Regions from separate parts of the Mus musculus genome. Here regions 2, 3, 4 and 5 are each linked to region 1. A link is a contact called in public HiChIP or PLAC-seq, Micro-C and promoter capture Hi-C data. All regions are on one chromosome and are shown on one strand. The core of a region is the stretch at or near the end of the contact, and the rest is flanking DNA. Distances in the headings are between cores, read along the strand shown. Region 1 holds the start of N4bp2 (NEDD4 binding protein 2). Region 2 holds the start of Tlr6 (toll-like receptor 6). Region 3 holds the start of Uchl1os (ubiquitin carboxy-terminal hydrolase L1, opposite strand). Region 4 holds the start of Apbb2 (amyloid beta (A4) precursor protein-binding, family B, member 2). Region 5 holds the start of Wdr19 (WD repeat domain 19).

Region 1 (2,700 bases), core at 125-2,624:
GAATAAAGAAAGTGTTGTAACCAAAAGCGCGAGCGGGATAAACTGCCCCGCGGTCTGACTCCGTCTCTCGAAGCCCGGTTTTCGGAGAGCGAGAGGGAAAGTTACGGATGGGAAGGGGTGAGGGTCGCGGGCGCACCCGCCCGGAGGGAGGCCAGCCTGCCGGTGTGGAGTGAGCTTGCGAGCGAGCGTGCGTGCGTGTGGTTTGGAAGTGAGTAAATAAACAGCTCTACGGGCACTACCAGCCCGGGCAGGCGGCCCAAGTTCCCACAAGGCTCGGCCTGGGAAAACGGCGGGGCGCTCGCAGGGGCGCGAGGTCAAGTCGGGGCGGGAAGGCACCCGGAGAATCCGGGGGCGGGAGGGGTGTGTCGGGGCCTGGAGGCCCGCCAGGCGCTGGAGGAGCTGCCGGGGAAGCTGCCGCGGCGCCCGCCTTCGCTCGGCCTCGGGCCCCGCGCCAGGGCCCGCCTCCCGCGACGCCTCACTCCCCTTCCGCCCGCCCGCCCGCCCGGCCCGTGCCTGCCCGGGGTTGCCGCGTCTCTCGCTCGCCGCCCGCCTCGGGCCCTCCTCCTCTGGGACTCCGCGCTCCCGGGATCCCCTCCCGCTCTTTTCCTCCCCGAGTCCCGCCGCCCGCCTCGCCAACCTCCGCCTTTACCTGCTGCGGGAGCGGGGCGTCGAAGCCCCCGGGCCGTGTCGTCGAGTAAGCGCCGCGGGTCCGCAACCCTTTCCCGCCGCCGCCAGCCACTACGCTCTCCGGCGCGGCGCGGCGCGGCGCGGGGCTGGCGAGCAGCTGTGTCCGCGGGGCGGGGGTGGGGGAGACGCAGCGAGCGTGCGGAGCGAGGACACACTGCCGCTCTCCGTCCGACCGGGGAAGAGCAGCCGCGCAGGAGCCCGCCGCGAGAGGGCGGGTGGGCGGCCGCGTGGGGAGGGGTCTCGCGGCCGCCGCAATGGCTGCCACGTAGCCAGGTGGATCTCCGCCCCCGCCCCGGGGCCGCGACCTCTGCTGCTCCGCACACCCCCCACCCACCCACCCCGGGCTCTCCAGGATGCGTCGGCCCGCGCCCGCCACGGCGCCGGCCCGGAGACCCGAGCCCACCGGTGCTGGCGCCTCGCTGGCTCCGTTACGAGAAGTGAGTCCCGGGCCTGGCGGGAGGCGCAGCCCGGGACCCGCGGGGCCCCCCGAGGCTCTCCCGGAAGCTTGCGGCCCGCCGCTGTCCCCCGAGGGCTCCGGGGAAAGGCAGGCGCTGGGACCCCCCCTACTGCTGCCCGTGTAAGCGCCCCGGTGAGCCGCGGCCGGGTCTAACCCTCACCTCTCTCCCGAGCCCGAAAAGCAAAACAAGGTCGTTCTGGCCCTGGGCAGCGAGGGAGGAACTAGGAGCTGGGGCGGGCGGGACTGCAGCTGCGAGGTCGGCGGGGCGAGGCGATGGGCCCCGCGCTGTCCCCCACGGGGGCCCGCTCACTCGGGGCGGACGGGCGGCGGCGCCCCGCGGGAACAAAGGGCCCCGCGGCCCCAGCAACCGGGACGGAGGCTGCCGGGATCCAGCCCGCGCCGCCAACGTGCGGTCGGAACCCGCTGGCCTGAGCCCAAAAGAGCTGCGGCCTTTGCCAGTGTGGAGCTGGAGTTTTCAGGTGCCAAGAAAAAGCAACAGTGTTCCCTTTCCCTGTTAACGATCCTGGATGATTAGCCCGTCCCCTAAGCCCGCTCCATGTTTTTCCTTGTTGGACTCTGACTTCCTTGCTTAATTTGTTCTGTCCTGACATGAAACGATCAGAGTACAAAAGTGTGTGTCTCTCTCTAGCCTTCTGATTAATGATGCTACTGGTCGTTTCGGAGTTTTTAGTTTTGTTCTTTTTGTTTTTGTGTCTGTTTTCTCCTGGACTTTCCTCTCTCTTTGCAATTACTTTGTATTTTTCACTGCCCCCCCCCCCCGTAGTAAAATAACCTCTTGATATTCATCCACATCAGAGAGACAGATTATCTGTCAATTGTTATGGCAATTATTTAAACTGAATGTAGATTTGGAAAGAATACAAGTGAAAAAAATCCCTTTAGATCTGGCTTGAACATTCTCACACTCAATGAGCAAATGGTCTAGTGGGGTTTTTTCTAGAAACTGGTGTATTTAAGCAAAGAAACTAGTGTACTTAAGCAAATAAATGTTCTAATGAAATCTCCCACACAGAAAAGAATATGAATGGATGTGTTTTTTATTTTCTTTGTCTTTTTAGAGATCTCTTGAGTTTCAGTGTTTAAAAATATATACTATACAAACATCTTTATTAAGGCTTATTCTAAATATGGTAAACAAAAGAAATTTAATAGTCTACAATCCCGAGCGTAAGTAGCTACTGCTGAGAACCTAACATTAATCTGTTTCTAAGCAGCTATTAGGAGCCTAATAACTGTAATATATGCCACTTTTGAAATGAAAGAAACTTAGTAATTATAGACTTCAAACAAACCTAGCAAATTTATATTAATTTTGTTCATCTGAAATATGTTCAACGTGATAATAAAAACTTGTATTTAAGTTCTTGAATTTCTTTTGAACATCTGTTAAGGATTTATCACATCTTAAGTCCAAATAATAAAAGGGGGGAATTCTTAAACATTAGAAAATATATTTCAAGGGACAGCACCACCCAATCTGAATTACTTTTGCTTACTATGTCAAAAGAAAAGTATCAAACCCATAAAATTCTCAC
Region 2 (2,700 bases), core at 49-2,548, 800 kb after region 1:
CTTCCCCTTAGAGTTGTGACAGCTTCAACAGGAGTAGCACTTGCATCCCCAAAGGTCATCATTACTGTGCAATACAACCGAGATGTGAGTCATGTGACCGCTCTTCAATGCTAGGCGCACGTATGTGTGTGCCTGTATGCGTGCGTGCGTGCTTGCTCAAGCTTGTGTGTATACCTCTGAATCATGTGGTTTCTTAAGAAGCAGGCCCAGTGTTGCCTGCCATCCCTTGCATCTCATTGGCTCCTCTCCCCTCTGCCTAGGTCTCCAGTCGGGTCTGGATATCTCCACTCATTCGCTCCCTCCACACACTAGTTGCCAGCTTTGCCCCATCACTCCTTGCTGAGCCTCCCCAGTTCGGAGAAGACTTCCTCTTATGTTTGCTGAGTGACTATGAGCAGTAAGATGTTCTTCTTCGTTTCCTCCCGAAAGCAGAAGTGATTTCCAGCTTATCATTGGCCAACGTACAGTCTTGGTAGTTTTTTGTTTTTGTTTTTTTGTTCAAAGACGAGATGATGGTAGCCAGAGAGATCAATTAGGAGACGATCATCTAGTTAATCGAGTGAGAAGCCGGGATACAGGGACACCTGCTCAAAGTGTCTGCCCTTCATCCTCTTTGCCTTTCAGCCTTGACTAAACGTGTTTCTCAAATTCTAAACAGTCTTTAGAAAACCAAGTTCTAAGCTGCTGTGGAAGAAGACCAGCATCGCTTGCTCTTCCCGAATTAAGAACTGAAGCTCCCAGTAGTAGTGAATGTTGACAAACTGTCGAGGCTGGCTAAATGTGTATTGACACTGAAACTTCTCTTGAAAACCGGCTTTCCAAAAAGCACGCCATGAGCTTTAAGCTTATTTTGTTTTTAAAGTATCTCTGTCAGTCCCAAGGTGCTGAAACCTTGCTCGAATGACAGTGGTGATTTTGTAGGGGAAATATGAAGGATTGTCACAGCACAGAACTGAATCTCCTAACTTCTATCCTGGTGGCAATTTAAAATTCAGTCTGAAATAAAACAAAACAAACAACAAACAACAAAACTAAACAAAAATAAAAACCAAAAAGCAGACAAAACATACCTTAAATAAATACTCGTAGTAACACCAAAATGTTCATAATCTGCTTGTTTATATGAATCTAAAGATTGAAGCAAAGATTTATAGACGGCAGCTCAGAGCCCCTCTGCTTTGGAAGGGTTTTATACACGGGGTAATTCCAACGAGTACCAAGAGATGACGCCAAACCACTCCTAAGTACCGTGGTTCCCAGGCTTAGGACTAGGGTTGGTCAAGCAACTTATTTTTTCAGAGAAATTCGGAGAAGGAAGTCTTGGTAAGTAAGAAGGCTTTTCTGGATTTTTCAAATTACTGCGTTGATATTTCAATCGAGAAAGAAAATGGTACCGTCAGTGCTGGAAATAGGTAACCTTTCTTTGAAATTTTTACAAAACGATTTTGTGGCGGTGTTTTAAAGCGTGGCTGTCGTTTGGACTACCTAAGAATTTTCTGTGACTTTCGGGTAGACAGACAACAGCTGGCATTTCAGCGGTAGCCAAGGAAGTGAGTCGACTTCTGTGACTTTTCCTGTCCCGTTGGTTTGGGCTGTTTTCTCCTTTCACGAAGTTTTGTAGTCTTTTGTGGTCGTGACAGCACACTGGGCTGTGTGTATAAAAACAGTGTTCTGTTTCCTCATCACGTGGTACTATAATCTTTTATTAGTCTGTACCTCTCACTAATTTATGAGCGTTTTGGAGGAAGGATTTAATTCTGTCCCTCCTATGTGAATTCGTTTCCGCTGCGCTAGTTTTTGCCGTGCCCTTTGTCCACAGAAGAATCTGAAGAAACATTTGGTGGAAGTGACTGAGATCAAGATTCCCAAACTCTTTGTAACTTTGAATCCAGCCGGAAGCTGGCACTTGGCCTTCAAACCCAAAGTTTGACAGAGCCAGGTTTCTCTTGTGCTTGTGTTGACTTGATTACAACCCTCCCCCCCACCCCCCTTTTCTCATAGCTTTAGTTTTTACGGCGCTCCCTCCATCCGCCACCACTTTTGGTTTTGTGGTTGACTATTCTTTTCTCTTTCACTTTCTGTTTGATGTATTAAGCAAATTCTTATTGTCTCCTCATACTTCCTTTAAAATAAATAAATAAACCTTCCCCTTTGTCCCACCCATGCTACCTACGAATTCATTAAAGTCTGGGGCTGTTTGCCAGAATGTGCACCCTAGGAACATCTCGAGGTTCTGAGCATCTTCCAGGACGCGCATATCCATGTGGGGGACATGGCAGCTGAATGAATGACAGTCCCTTGAACATAGACACGTAAGCTGCCCTCGGGGGGTGGGGGAGGGGGATTTGTAGGAGGGGACCTCATCCGTGAATGTCCATTCTCTGCCACCTTGTTGAAGAGGTTGGGCCCTCTTTATGTGTGTATTTATATCATAAATAATACAAGCATGCTTGCATATAAAACTTTTTGGCGGGGTATATTTTAAGAGAGCTTTAATTGATTAGTTCTTTGAGAATTTTGAACACTGTGTTTTTCTTCGCCCCTTCCTAACTCTTAACCACCCACCCACCTGAGTGTCCCCCCAACCCACCCCCGTCCAATCCCATCAAATCCAACTTGTGCTATCCATGTACTCTTGGCTATGTTGCCTTATATTGGACTGAGTTAGGCTTACCAAGGGCTCCTCTTCTCCCGGCAACC
Region 3 (2,700 bases), core at 28-2,527, 910 kb before region 1:
CCCAGTTTTGTCTTTCTCTATGGCTCAGCCTGAATCATTTGCATCCCTGCCCAGTGGAAGATGGAAGACTGTTTCAGAAAATGAAGAAGTGTCTCTATGACTGTGTCACAGGAGCCCTACTTCATCCAGCCACAAGGTCAGAGAGGTGGAGACCGCGGCTCTGTGCACCAGTGATTCAGCTTTCTAAAAGGAACGTTCAACAGTGTGCCTGCTGGGAGGGGTGGGGGAGGGGAATGGAGAATCCACCAGAGAGGCAGATGGAGGTGGCAAATGAAGAGACAGCTCTTTTGACTTAAGCAAGCCAGGCCCTCATCAGTTTACAGTCAGGTGAGAGAGCAACAGAACCAAACCAGGGACCTGACCCACTCACGGCCCTTAAAAGGAAAAAAAAAAAAAAACAAACCGGCCATCCGCAAGTGGGAGCAAGGCTCATAAGTAAACAAACAAACAAAATAAACAAGTTGGAGATCTTTCTTTGGATAACTGAAAAAAAGACTTAGACGCAATGGGCTCCTTCTCTTCCAAATTGAGGCAATAATGGACATCACAATAGAGCCCCGATGAAAATGCAAGCACCTCCCACCCTAAGAAGTGGGATCCTTATCAGGGACCCTACAGGAAAAGGGGACAGCGTGAGGTAGGAACTCATTCCACAACACTGCGTATCCACTGAGACCCGCCCATCACAGACCTCTCCCTACCTGGGCCGTGAGGGGAAACAGGAGCAGCAGGGCGCAGGCAGGGGATGGCACTGAGCCCAGAGTCTCCTCCTCCAGCCCTAGCACGTCGGCGAAGCGCCACTGGCCGGCGACCCCCAGCTTGGCCAACACCTGCAAGAAAAAGACAGGGCAGCCAGACCGAAAAAGCCAGACAAATAATGGGCACCTGCTAGGGGGCGGGGCCAGCACGAGCATCCCTCGTGCGGCCCTCCCACTCCCCAACCCCCCACCAAACACACACACACGGGTCCCCACCCGAGTCTGGGAGGAGCCTCCGCGCCGTCCCACCCTGCGTGCCGCGCAGTGACACAGCACAAAGCTCAGCCCACACGTGGCTCGCGCGAAGCCCTCGGACTAGAGTCCGCGGGCCGTCGCCACGCCCTCGAGAGCTGCTCCCCGCGCTCGTTGCTGTCCGGGTCCATCCTCCGCCACCTCCCCGTGATCGATCTCTCAGTCACTCCCAAACCCCTAGATAACTCAGGGCAGAGACGACACCCAGCTGGGCGCCCCAGCCCAGCCACCTCCATTGCACAGGGCGCGGCCGGCTGGGCGTCTCCAACGATGCTCTTGGAGGATAGGGACAGAGACTGCGCGCCGCGCCACTCACTTTGTTCAGCATCTGAAAGCCAAAAGCAAAGAGGAAAATGATAATAAAACTAAATGATTCAGCTACCGAGCTGTAGCTAAGGGTCAGCCTTATTTCTCCCGAAGCGACCCAGCAGCTATGCTTACCTCGGGGTTAATCTCCATCGGCTTCAGCTGCATCTTCGCGGATGGCACCTGCAGACACAAACCCGAGGAGCCGAAAAAACAGCCGGTGGAGCCGCCCAGGCTGCTGTTATAAAGCGCCGGCCTCGCTCACTGGGAAAGCCTGAGCAGGGGAGACGGGAGCAGAAACAAGCAGAGGAGGAAGGCCAAGAGGGCTCGAACTCCCCCATGCACCGCACAGAATGGTACAAGCCAAGCCCCCAAACCTTGCAGTCTCACTCGCCGGTGAGCTAATCTGGTGGTTGTGGAGATGGGTTTTGTTGGTGGGTGTTCCTTGAGCGCATGAAGCAGCCTATTTGAGGGAGCTTTCAATTTGGAGCGAAATTTCTGGAAACCCTCCTCTGTCGTCTCAATCACTCCAAAGCTCGAGGGTCTCTGAAACATTGAGAGAGAGAGAAAAAAAAGCACAAAATCAACAGGTATATGTAGTGTTTAATATGAATATAAATATTTGTCGGTCTTCCTCCCTCCCCCCCCCCGCCCATCTCGGAACAGTTTGTACTTAACCTTAGACAATCTGTCCTCCATGTTAAATTCAACCTGTGTCCAGGCTCGGTTTTTAATGGACTGCCTAGAATAAAACATCTGATACGGAGTGCATTAGTGAAGCTGATGTAATGTGACTCCAGGGGAAGAACCGGTGGGTCGCTGGGAAGCAGTACATGCGAGACACATAGAATACGGGCGCCGGAGGACTTTAGAAACAGACCAAAGAAAAGATAGATGATTTGAGACTAGAGGCTTAAAGGAAAAAGCATTTAAAAAAAAAATAGGGGAAACCTTTTTTCAAAGAACAGGGGTTTGGGATAATAAGATTTTGGTCCACAATACTTTGGGCGCAGAAGAAAGGGAATAGCAACGGAGGAGAGCCCGCGGTTCTCCAGGGATGGGGGCGGGGGTGTTCTTTCTAACAGGCACATTTCAAAGGATGGAAGGCAAACGCTTGTGCTGAAGGCGGAGTAGAAGGAGGGGCCAGATCTGTATCAATTGTCAGGGATGCTAAATCACAGAATGAGGTAGCTAAGGATGCAGGCAGGTTGGGTATTTTAAAAAATATGCTCAGAACAAATGGTGAAAAACAGACATGCTTTTTGCTAGCCCGAGGTAAGCAAGGCATAGGATGGAGGGAACCAACCTTGTTTTAACAGCACTGCCTCTCCAGCTGGATCCTTTACCAGGCCATCTTATTTCACCCTGAGAGGGTCCAATATTG
Region 4 (2,700 bases), core at 160-2,659, 860 kb before region 1:
GTTGGTGTGGTAGCCTGCTGAGATCGCCGCGATGAAGGATTCGCAGGGTGGGCTTGGGTTCATTTCCTCCTCTGTCTGGGCTTGAAGGACACAGTAGCCTGTGTCTCAAGGCCCTCTACAGTTTGCTTTTCCCAAGTTGGCATTTGAACCCTGGTTTTTGACTCTTCATGGTTCGCAGGATTCGTTGGGCCAGTCTTGGGATGCAGAGGTTCAGTTCCAAGAGTGAACCTGCATAGATTTATGGAGATTTTTCTGTAGCAGTACTATTGGCCTTCCGCGGAGTCTGAGGGAAATATTGATTATAGAAGAGGCTATAGATTACAAGAGACCACCAACACACGGCGTTCTCTCCATTCCTGATAACCCAACACTTTTACATGTCAACACCTTGTGTATGGAGATGGCAGAAATGGCATTTCATAGAAACTATTCAATGGACGTCAGTTACTGCTGGGCTGTAAACATGAAGGCAGGGGCTGCGATTTGCTTACAGGTCTTAGTAAGGGGATCTTGTGGAACCTCAATAAACTCATGCTGTGTGAAGAAAAAAAGGAATAATGCCCATCTTCACTGTAGGGAGGATGAGTCTGAGTTTATTATCTGATTGAGGAGTGCGTTGTCAAAGAGCCATTACTTAGTAGTTATAATTATTTTCAGAATTACCTTTCTAGAGGAGATGGTAGGTAGCATGGTCTGTGTATAGCAGAGTCCCCATGACTAGTCCTCGGATGGCAACCGCATCAGTACCTGGGATTTGATACTTACAGGCGCTTGTGCAGCACGGCACAACGACTCATCCAACCCCTGGAAACGCGCCTAGCATGCTGCTTCAGCAACCTTCCCAGATGAGTCTGACTTAGGCATCAGTTTAACACCCCTTGGCTTGATGGAGAAACAAATCAAGGACTTCCAGGTGCCTGCAGTAAATCCACTTAATGCCTAACGAACAGGTAGCAAGTAGATAATGCTTTTCCTTGTTCGCAGGCATATTTCTTGCATGGCGTTATCTCGCTGTGATTTTCCAGGGCAGGAATGTTCCTGTGTGGCATATGTCTAGCCATGGGGGATGAAGGAGGCAGAAGGCAGGAGAAAGTTTCACCTTTTAACATTCAGTTAGCCTGGAAGGCTGTGGACAGCTCTCATCTTGGGGTATTTTTCCATTCTACAGGAACGCAGACGCGTGAGAGAAGAGTTTCCCAAACTGCCTTTTGGTGCAGACAGACGCTAGGCCACCTGGAGGGGATACCCGGGCTGCCCCGCAACCCCCAGCCTCTGGGTGTCACCCTGGCGCCCCTTGCCTCCCTGCTGTGCCGCAGCTCGGCCGCCTCCACCTGCAGGGGTCGCCCTGGGAGCGCGGCCCGCCCCCTTCCGCCGCGGCCTCCGCCCCCGGCCCCGCCTTGCTGGGTTCGCCCGGCTCCGCCAGGCCCCTCCAAGCCTTTCCTCGCGCAGCCGCCGCCAAAGCCTGGAGAAGTGGAATCTCGCTGCCGCTGCTCCCTGCGCGGGCCTCGCGGAGCCGCACTGGGCATGCTCAGTCGCCGGAGCCAGTGCTGCTCTAAGTAGGAAGCTCGCGTGCTGCAGCCCGCAGCTGATCCGGGTGCTCAGCGGACTGCGAGACCTGGGAGCCGGGTCCGGAGCCGATCGAACGCCGCGCAGCGCTGGTGAGCCCCGCTTCCTTCCATGCCTTCAGCCCGGGGATCCGAGGGATGGCCCGGAGTGCGCCGGGGGTGCCGGGCAGCCGGCGAGCTTGGCTGCTTGTGCCCTCGCGGCTGCTGCTCGGTTTCTGGCGGTCACCGCCGGTCGCCCAGCCGCAGCCCCAGCTGCAGCAGCTGCCGTCGCATCTGCAGCAGGCGTCCGCTGCGGAGTCCCGCTCGCCCCGCGCCCGCGCTGCAGGGCCGGCGCTCTGGCTGCGGGCTCGCTCCGTCACTCCCATTACTCCCTCACTCCCACCCAGAGCTGGGGTTCGGCAGGGCCGGGCGAGGACACCGGGTCGCAGGGCTGTGCCCGGGCGGAGACTGCGGAGGGCAAAGTGCGGGTGGGCGCGGGCGACCGGTAGCGCACGCCCCCTTGCCCTGGGGCCGGCCTGCCTGCCGGGCGGCGCGCTCTTGCGGGAGACTCAGAGACCTGGCCAGCGTCTCCCGGGGTGCAGAGAACCCAGCTCTGCAGAAAGGAGGAGAGGGCAAAGTTCCTGTCCCCTCTGCAACGCCGAGAGCGTTTTTAACTAGAAAATGGCTGTGTGCCGAGGGCCGGATCAGGGAAGCCGGTCATCGGGGTCCCGAACGCCCCACTGCTGCTCCCTGGGAGGAATGGTGGCTCAGACGCCAGAAATGACATTTGTGCGACGAAAACTAGCTGGGCGGAGGGAGGATGCGGGAGTCCCGTAGAAACAATGATAGGTAGTCTCTCCATTGATGGAGAGGTCTGAAAACAGGAGGTCAGGCCCCAAAGGCCAAGGGAGTGTGGGGCATAAAGAAAAAAAAAAGCTGGAGAAATCAGATGAAGAATTGGGACCGTTTTGTAGCAAGATTCTGCACAGCCACGACTGTTCTGATCGCTTGGGGATGGACTGAGTGATTTGAGAGGGCTCACATGAAGAGAGAATTAGGTCAGTGTCTGAAGCCCAGAGGGCTCTTAGAGGGAGCAGTTTTAAAAAGTCTTGTCCCTGACTTTGCTTTGTGCTCAGTGTCTTAAATGAAAGTCATA
Region 5 (2,700 bases), core at 29-2,528, 560 kb after region 1:
TGACTTATATTATTCTTATATCAGACTGCTACATTCTAGAATACTCAGGAACATGACCCTAGATGAAAAATATTAGTTTTAAATACTGTAGATTAATCAAGCACACCCTTATCTAGGTAGATGCAGCTTAGATACTGTAGCTGAAGACTTGAATCTGAGTGACAACACAACTCCTCCAATGCTATCTGAATAAATGCCCATCTCCCGAAAGCCTGTGTCCTGGAATCGCAACTTAAGATAGAGGTGCGCTATGATGCCAAGCACACACAGGTTTTTTCCAGCACGTACACTCACTCAACGTATTCTAGACCATCTTACTTCTGCGAGTTTGGGAATACATCGTCCTTAAACCTGATTCTATTCCTTTCATGGCAGATCTGTCTTGGGCTGTAATCTTACAGGTTAGTTTTCTTCCACAGAGTTATATCGGTTCTAGGTACAACTCAGATAAAAGTTACAGCTTTCCTAGAACAGCAAAAAGGTTTGCTTGTTGCAGGTCACGGTTAACTTAACTGTAAAGAGAATAGTATTTACTCCTTTCCGACACACCAGAAAGTGAATCATGCAAAGTTATCTGCCAATTCCAATGGACACACAAGAGCTACAGTGAAGCTTTAGGAAAGCTGAAACCATTTTAAACTCGGTGTTTCCATTTCTTTGTCAGAGCAGTGCGGGGGTAAGTACCTCTGAGGTAAATCACAGGAGTGCAGCGGCTGCCCCTGTGGAATTCACAACAAACCCAATCAGAAAACCTGCGTGCAGTGGAGGACGCACACAGGTGTGCAGATTTCTCCATCATGTGTTCTAGCGACCAGGGCTCTGCATACCGGACAGGTCACAGGCCAAGTAATTCTTGATGACTGTTTTAGAGACTTTTGATTCTCCCTAGGGCTCTGGGCCAGTGGCTTGGTTTGCCCAGGATTAAGCTACAAGAAATCGGTAGCGATACCGGTAGTTCGGGCGTACTCAGATCAGGCTTCTACCAGATTCCAGAGGGCACAGGCCTCCCTCAGCCCGCTCTCCAGAGCTTCCTTTCCCTGCATCCTTACAAGCCCATCATCCCCTCCCGCCCGCTCCCGGAGCTCATTCCTCTATCCTCAGCACTTCCGCGGAGGGACAGGGACACAAACTCCTCAGAGTCGCGCTCCGAGAGTTTAGGAAATACAGAGGCTGCCACATCTTCTCAATCCGCTGGCACTTGTAAGTTATTTACCTTCATTTCAAAGGCTCCAGCGACACCCCCGTTCTTGTAAGTGCGCAGGCGCAACAGAACACCCCCGCCCCGCTACCGCGTTCTCGTCACCCAGGAGACCGTGCAAACAGCGACCAATCAGCGAGCGTGGGGCGGAGCTGCCCCCGGAGCCCTCCTTTGAGAGAGATGGGCAGGGTGGGTAGAGTCACGTGATGGAGGTGGAGCTAAGCTCCGGGAAGTTGAATGCTACGAGGGCTGGTCAACTTCCTGCCTGAGCTCTGATTGGGTGAGGCTGCGAGGCAGGCGGGCCCTATGGACAGAAAGGGTCTTGAGCTATGTGAGCAGAAACCACTGGCCTAGGAGCGGTTGTAAAGGAATTCCGGGGGGAAAAAAGCTGGACCCAGAGGTTGGCAAGTAGGAGGCAGGAATTGGCTCATGAGCCAGACGGCTTCTACAAGATCCACTTGTAAAAAAGGCTTGGAGAAACTAATGTATCATTCCTCATTTTTTTTTCTTGCAGGGTTTTTATTTTTGATTTTGCCCTAACGGAGGTGAGGTATGAGGAGTCGTTTTCTTTCAGGACCATTAAGACAATTTTAGCTAGTGTGATCGGGGAGGAATAGTTGAAAAAAATAAAGAAAAGAACTCGCCTGTAGTATTTGAGCCTGGTAAACAAGAAGTTTAGCGGAAGCTAAGCATTAAAAGTTGGCTGGAGGGAGGGAGTGGGATTCTGCACAGTAGCTAAGGTTGGCTAGCTGGGCATCATCACCTCGGGTTCCTAGAATAGAGTTGGGTAATTTTTCACAGCGACTCTCGTCCATGAGATAAAATTGTAGTCAAACCTAAAATGGCCTCAGCAAGAATACAAGATGGAGAAACTTCTGCATTGTCTTGCTCTGTCACAATAGTAACAGGCTAATCAAAAACAAACAAAAAAAAAACAAAAAACCTACATGGTTGCATCAGTAGCTATAATAACAAAGCATTTGACAAAACTGAACATAAAACAAACCCTCAAAATTCTCAAAAAACAAAACCCAACAAGAAAAAGCAAGACAACAAAACCCTGTACCATAGAAATTGTAAACAGTATCTCCAAATAGCCTAAGGCTGATGTACTTAATGCTAAGAATCTTGAAAGTAGTCCCATTAGGAACAAGGCAGGGATGTCCCCTCTTGTGACTCTTTCTCAATTCTGGTGGAAGTCCTAGTTAATGCAATAAGGAGAGAAAAAGAAGCATACTGATTGAGGAAGGAGGTGGGAAAACTGCAGATGACATGACTGAGAGTGTACAGAATCAGTAGAAGAGAGGGAGGGATGTGGGGTAGAGGTAGAGCTAATTATACCAAGCCTCCAGGATACAATCTTAATACACAAAGAGTAGTCACACCCCTCCATATCAGTAATAAGCAGATTTGAAATAAAAGAGCAGTGCCATTTTCATGAGTACCTCTCAAAATGGAATGCAGCTACAAGTCTAGCAACGTATATACATAATGGGTGTGAA

What was found. Promoter capture Hi-C pulls out the DNA fragments that hold promoters and counts their contacts. A called contact is a pair of places that touch in the nucleus more often than the background predicts. HiChIP or PLAC-seq counts read pairs in DNA pulled down with a chosen protein or histone mark.
Region 2: a contact with region 1 is called in a promoter capture Hi-C map of pre-B cells. The contact joins the promoter of Tlr6 here to the promoter of N4bp2 in region 1. A contact is called at or near these places in 4 of 39 promoter capture datasets (cranial neural crest, liver and pre-B cells).
Region 3: a contact with region 1 is called in a FOXA1 HiChIP or PLAC-seq map of pancreatic cancer cells. The contact joins the promoter of Uchl1os here to the promoter of N4bp2 in region 1. A contact is called at or near these places in 2 of 484 Hi-C or Micro-C datasets (both in embryonic stem cells) and 2 of 115 datasets of contacts at active chromatin or transcription factors (astrocytes and pancreatic cancer cells).
Region 4: a Micro-C map of embryonic stem cells shows a contact between it and region 1, with 8 times the contacts expected there. The contact joins the promoter of Apbb2 here to the promoter of N4bp2 in region 1. A contact is called at or near these places in 3 of 39 promoter capture datasets (the 3T3-L1 cell line, hippocampal neurons and stem cell-derived epiblast-like cells), 1 of 484 Hi-C or Micro-C datasets (embryonic stem cells) and 3 of 115 datasets of contacts at active chromatin or transcription factors (the NIH/3T3 cell line, astrocytes and extraembryonic endoderm stem cells).
Region 5: a contact with region 1 is called in a promoter capture Hi-C map of second pharyngeal arch cranial neural crest. The contact joins the promoter of Wdr19 here to the promoter of N4bp2 in region 1. A contact is called at or near these places in 5 of 39 promoter capture datasets (cranial neural crest, liver, maxillary cranial neural crest and 1 more) and 1 of 9 other capture datasets (adipose tissue).

The regions. Positions count from the first base shown.
Region 1 is chr5:65,762,195-65,764,894 of GRCm38.p6, reverse strand. It overlaps N4bp2 (NEDD4 binding protein 2), which reads right to left and starts at 1,374. Exons shown (of 20, transcript NM_001024917.1): 1 at 1,305-1,374.
Region 2 is chr5:64,958,646-64,961,345 of GRCm38.p6, reverse strand. Tlr6 (toll-like receptor 6) reads left to right here and starts at 1,298. Exons shown (of 2, transcript NM_001359180.2): 1 at 1,298-1,323.
Region 3 is chr5:66,675,074-66,677,773 of GRCm38.p6, reverse strand. Uchl1os (ubiquitin carboxy-terminal hydrolase L1, opposite strand) reads left to right here and starts at 1,277. Exons shown (of 5, transcript NR_102714.1): 1 at 1,277-1,712. Uchl1 (ubiquitin carboxy-terminal hydrolase L1) reads right to left here and starts at 1,653. Exons shown (of 9, transcript NM_011670.2): 1 at 1,452-1,653; 2 at 1,327-1,338; 3 at 702-830. The coding sequence starts at 1,484.
Region 4 is chr5:66,617,526-66,620,225 of GRCm38.p6, reverse strand. Apbb2 (amyloid beta (A4) precursor protein-binding, family B, member 2) reads left to right here and starts at 1,409. Exons shown (of 17, transcript NM_001201413.1): 1 at 1,409-1,658.
Region 5 is chr5:65,198,274-65,200,973 of GRCm38.p6, reverse strand. Wdr19 (WD repeat domain 19) reads right to left here and starts at 1,278. Exons shown (of 37, transcript NM_153391.2): 1 at 1,214-1,278. The coding sequence starts at 1,219.